Linked DNA regions of Pan troglodytes: region 1 is linked to region 2. A link is a contact called in public HiChIP or PLAC-seq data. All regions are on one chromosome and are shown on one strand. Each heading gives the region's core, a stretch centred on a gene start, on an enhancer-like site or on the middle of the called end of the contact. The rest is flanking DNA. Distances are from core to core; before and after follow the strand shown.

Evidence for each region. HiChIP or PLAC-seq counts read pairs in DNA pulled down with a chosen protein or histone mark.
Region 1: a contact with region 2 is called in an H3K4me3 HiChIP or PLAC-seq map of stem cell-derived excitatory neurons, with 5 times the contacts expected there. The contact joins the promoter of ATP5F1D here to the promoter of GRIN3B in region 2. A contact is called at or near these places in 2 of 7 Hi-C or Micro-C datasets (blood and induced pluripotent stem cells) and 1 of 1 datasets of contacts at active chromatin or transcription factors (stem cell-derived excitatory neurons).

The regions. Positions count from the first base shown.
Region 1 is chr20:3,535,188-3,537,887 of NHGRI_mPanTro3-v2.0_pri, reverse strand. It overlaps ATP5F1D (ATP synthase F1 subunit delta), which reads right to left and starts at 1,386. Exons shown (of 5, transcript XM_009434265.4): 1 at 1,112-1,386; 2 at 494-647. The coding sequence starts at 1,252.
Region 2 is chr20:3,284,264-3,286,963 of NHGRI_mPanTro3-v2.0_pri, reverse strand. GRIN3B (glutamate ionotropic receptor NMDA type subunit 3B) reads right to left here and starts at 1,328. Exons shown (of 9, transcript XM_024351755.3): 1 at 788-1,328. The coding sequence starts at 1,213.

The DNA of each region.
Region 1 (2,700 bases), core at 137-2,636, 250 kb before region 2:
AAAACTGTATTTTTCTTATTTGAGATGGAGTTTCACTCTTGTTGCCCAGGCTGGAGTGCAGTGGCACAAACTCCTCAGCCTCCTGACTAGCTGGGACTACAGGCACCCGCCACCATGCCTGGCTAATTTTTTGTATTTTTAGTAGAGACGGGGTTTCACCGTGTTAGCCAAGATGGTCTCGATCTCCTGACCTCGTGATCCCCCCGCCTCGGCCTCCCAAAGTGCTGGGATTACAGGCGGGAGCCACCGCGCCCGGCCAGTTTTCTGTATTTTTAGAAGAGACGGGGTTACATCATGTTGGCCAGGCTGGTCTCCGAACTCCTGACCTCAGGTGATCCACCTGCCTCGGCCTCCCAAAGTGCTGGGATTACAGGCGTGAGCCACCGTGCCCGGCCTAGAACTATTTTTTCTCGCAGCCTCAACTGAGACGGAGACTGACCTGGGATGTGGAGCCCCAGCCTGGCCTGGCCCTGCAGCCCTCCACCGGACTCACCAAAGTATTTGGAGGTGGTGCCGTCCTCTGCATGCACCACGACCAGCCCCGGCCGCAGGACCTGCAGCGTGGGCACGTGGGCCGCCAGGATGCCGAAGGCTCCGGTCAGCGTGGGCACGTCCACCTGCCGGACGTTGGCACCGTTGAAGAACACCTGCAGACAACAGCGTGGGGAATGATGGCGGGGCAGGCCGGCCCCGCGCCCACCGGGGACTCGGCCTGTCCTGCTAAGACATGGGTCAGGGCAGGACCTGGCGCTGATGTGAGGCACTGAGACAACCCAGCGCAGGGATCCGAAGTTGCAGCTTTGGTCCTCAACAGTTGCGCCTCATTCTACTGATCCGCGAAATGGGAATGCAACGATCCGGCGACACCCAGGCTTTGGCCAGGGAGATCGGGGAGGGCACCCAGGAGACGCTTATCTCGGGGAGGTGCCCGGGACGAGGGCAGCGCAGGGGTCGGGCAGCAGAGGCAGGGCCGAGGGTCCAGGGCTGAGTAGCCTCGGCTTCCGGGGCGCGCGGGTCCGGGGGCCCGGAAGCGGGGGTCGCGCCCTGGGGGTGGGGACCCTGGACTCCGGGGGCGGCGGCCACGGAGGGTCCCGACCCGCAGCGCCCGAACCTGCGTGGGAGAGGCGAAGGTGAAGGACATCTGGTTGGGGCCAGAGGCGGCAGCCGGGGCGGCGGCGGCCTCGGCATAGGCACGGGCGTGGCGGACGAGGCGGCCAAGTCCCGGGCGGCGGAGCAGCGCGGCGGGCAGCATGGCAGCGGCGAGCGGCAGGAAGCGAGTAGCTGGCGGACAGCGGACTCCGGCGCGGCGCGGGCGGCCTGGAGGGCGAGGAGGACGACGCGCAGGGACGTCTGGGAGGAGGGGTCCCGGCGAGAGCGCAAGCGCGAACTACGACTCCCGGCAGGGCGCACGCCACGTTGACGACGCAGCGCCCCGTCGTGAGGTATTCTGGGGGTTGCAGTTTTGTTCCGGCCCGGGCTGCGGCAGAACCAGGGGGTGGTCAGATAAGGGCGGTGAAACGGTCCTGGGAGGTGGAGTAAAACGAACTTCAGTGAAATTCAAGATTCGGCTGCGTGGTGGCTCACGACTGTAATACCAGCGCTTTAGGAAGCTGAGGCCAGAGGATCACTTGAGGCCAGGAGCTGGAAACCAGCCTGGGCAACAGTGTAGATCGCCCCCACCCTCGACCCGTCTGTACAAAAAAAAAAAAAAAAAAAGATTTTTGGGGCGCTCATTGGATGCAGGGCCCTGGATAGACATCAAGAAAACATCAAGTTTCCTGCTCTGGGCCAGGTGTGGTGGCTCCAACCTGTAATCCCAGCACCTTGAGAGGCCAAGGCAGGAGAATCACTTGACCCCAGGAGATGGAGACCAGCCTGGGCAACAGAGGGAGACCCCGTCTCTACAAATAATCAAAATTAGCCGGGCGTGGTGATGCACGCCTGTGGTCCCAGCTACTGGGGAGGCTGAGGCGGGAGCATCGCTTGGGCCTAAGGAGGTTGAGGCTGCAGTGAGCTATGATTGCACCACTGCACCCTAGCCTGGGCAACAGAGTGAGAATCCCACTCTGGGGCCGGGGGTTGTTTAGCAGACATTTGAGATCATTAATAAGCAGGTCAGGCCGGGCGCGGTGGCTCACGCCTGTAATTCCAGCACTTTATCCTATCTGCAGGGCGAGGCAGGCGGATCACCTGAGGTCAGGAGTTTGAAACCAGCCTGGTCAACATGGCGAAACCTTGTCTCTACTAAATATACAAAAATTAGCCGAGCATGGTGGTGGGCGCCTGTAATCCCAGCTACTCGGGAGGCTGAGGCAGGAGAATAGCTCGAACCCGGGGGGGGGCGGGGGGGGGGGCGGAGGTTGCAGTGAGCCGAGATCGCGCCACTGCACTCCAGCCTGGGCGACTGAGCAAGACTCTGTCTCAAACAAAAAAATAAATAAAATTTAAAAATAAACACGTCGTAGTGGTAGGTGGTGGCAAAAGCCAAAAATAAATAACAGTAAAAGCCGAGAAAGTGTGCAGGACGGGACAGGGTGGAAGGCTGCAGGTGCAGCTGTTCTAGGAGACGGCGACCACGGCGAGGGGCACAGCGCGGGCGCGCGGGAGGGCTCGCTGGGGATCCCGGACCCCGGCGCGCTGCTCCTCGACGCCGGCAGAGAGCGCTCCGCGCCCGGAGATGCGCTCGCCGCCCCCCACCTC
Region 2 (2,700 bases), core at 79-2,578:
ATAGAGCTCAGCCAGGCCCATGTCCGGAGTTGGGACCTCCTTGCTGGCCACGGGAGGGGGCTTATTATCTGGGGCGCAGTGAGCCCTGTTGGGGGGGACAACAGGGTCCCCAGAACCCAGTCAATCGCCCTTCTCTTCTTCCGTTTCCTCCCGGGATCTGGGCCTGGGGTGGGATTAGAAGAGAGGAACTTGAAGGCTGCCAGGGGTGGGGGGTGGGGGGTGGGAATGGAGTCGGGGTTGGAATGATGGAGGCTGCTCTGGGATCTTGGAGGCCTCTGGGAGGGGACGGGGAGAATGCTGGAAGGAGGGAGATCCAGACCTGCAGACCCCGAAACTGCACCCCTAGAGTGAGGAGGGAGACCGCCTGTCCTCCAGCCCAGCCACCCAGAGCCGGGTGGGGACCAGGAGGTCCCAGGGTCCAGGGAAGGGTCTGTGGGGAAGGAGGGAAGGGGCCTGGGCAAGGAAGTGGCAGAGGCCACAGTGGCGGGGTCCCCATCACCAGGGCGCTGGGAAGGGGTCTGCAGGGGCGTTCCAGGAGCGTCCCTGGGGCTCTCAACCCCGCGTCTAGGTCCCTGCCCCTGGGTCTCTTCCTCTGGGTTCTGGTTTCCTTGCTCCGGGGACACCCGGGTCTTCCCCATCCCTGATCCCTGGGGCCCGTCCAGCGTCCCGGGATCCCCCTTCCCTGCGTAGTCCCGGCACCCCCATCCTGACTCCGGACGTCCCCGGGGCTCCCGCCCCCGCCCCCGCCCCGGGTCCCCCTCGTCCTGACTCCGGGCGTCCCGCGTACCGGGGCTCCGAGGGGCGCGCGCGCCTCCCGCCGCAGCAGGCTGAGCACGGGGGTCTCGGTGGCGGCCGCCAGGAAGTGCAGCTGCAGCAGCTCGGGCCGAGCCTCGGGAAAGGCGAGCAGGGCCGCCACGCCCGGAGGCACCAGCGCCTGGCACAGGCCGCGGGTCAGCGACGCGGGGTCGCGGGCGGGGGGCGCGGCGACCACCAGCTCCAAGCTCAGGTTGTGCGGCAGCCGCGGCGCCAGGGCGGCCCGGGCCAGGGCGGCGCGGGCGCGGGCGCGGGCGAGAGGCGCGCGGGGCAGGAGGGCGCCCAGGCGCACGGAGCCCCCGAGGCGCGCCAGGACGCCGCACGGCTGAGGGTGGCCCCCCGCGGACCCCGACCCCAGCGCCAGCGCCAGGCCCAGCCACAGCGCCCGCACAAACTCCATCGCAAAGTTGTCGGCGCCGCTCGCCGCGGGGCGCAACCACCGGGACCACGGCGCGGGTGGAGGGCCCCGGCCAGGTTCCGACGCGCCCTCCGCGCTCCGCCCGGGCCGCCTCCGGGTTCCCAGCAACCGCGCGGGGGGAGTGGGACGTGCCCTGCCCAGGGCGGGATCGGGGGGAAAACAGTGCCTCCCAGTGGTTGTTTGAGGGCGGCGGCGGTGACACCTGGCGGGGGCCGGGGACGCCTAACCACTGCCCATCCCTGCTCTGATTCAGGCCACAGATGGAATGGAGGTGCCAGGAAAAGACTCTGCGCTTTAAAATTGGCCCCGACTTGCCGGGCGCGGTGGCTCACACCTGTCATCCCAGCACTTTGGGAGGCCGAGGCGGGCGGATCACGAAGTCAGGAGTTCGAGACCAGCCTGGCCAACATGGTGAAAACCCGTCTCTACTACAAATACAAAAATTAGCCGGGCGTGGTGGTGGGCGCCTGTAATCCCAGCTACTTGGGAGGCTGAGGCAGGAGAATCGCTTGAACCTGGAAGGCGGAGGTTGCAGTGAGCCGAGATCGTGCCACTGCACTCCAGCCTGGGCGACAGAGCGATGCTCCGTCTCAAAAAAATAAAATAAGAAAACATTGGCCCGGACGCCCACCCGGTTCCTCTCCAGGATCCCTGACCCCTTCCACCAATGTCGACCATTGCTCAGGCAGGGAAGTTGAGGCAGAGGAAGGGTCTTGCTTGTCTCGCACATCCAGGGAGCGGTCAGTTTCTAACCAGGCCAGCCCAGGGGTGTGTTCCAACATCCAGTGCACCCTGGGGAAACTGAGACAGGCATGTCTGATGGAAACCTATAGAGTAGATCTGCCCTCCAGCAGTGGGCAGGCAACTTGGGCCACAGAACTCCTCTTCACCCTTCAAAACCCAGTCCCAAATGCCCTGCCCTGAAAAACGTTCCCTGCTTGCCACTGAGAAAATGCAGGAAGCACCACTCCCTGCCCCATTTAAGTCCTGCTGCTACCCACCCCCAACCCCCACACATTTCCATAACGGCCTACCATCTTTTTGTTCATTTCCTTCTTATTTAGTGACCATCTCTTCAACTCAGCTCTGGGAGGGTCGGGGTGGGTCTGGTTTGGCTGCTGGCACACAGTAGGCACTCTATAATTGCTTGTGGCTTGAGCAACAGCCCAGACAAGGATGCTTGCTCACATGCCCCTCCTCCAGTGCTCTAGAGCCTTCCATAGCTCCCCGCTGTCTACCAGTCCCCAAGCCTGCCTATGTCCTCTGGGCCTCGGGGGGTGCCTTTTGGGCCCTGGCATCCCACAGGCGCCTGATAGACGGGGGCGGCCGCATCCGTCTATCCATGCAGCAGAGGACATTATCCCTGCCCAGGCATTCCTCATCCTGTCCTCCCGACGGTGTCTCCCCAGATCCCGCGGGGCAGCAGAACAGCCGCTGTGTTGGGAACATTCAGCTCTAATGAATGGATC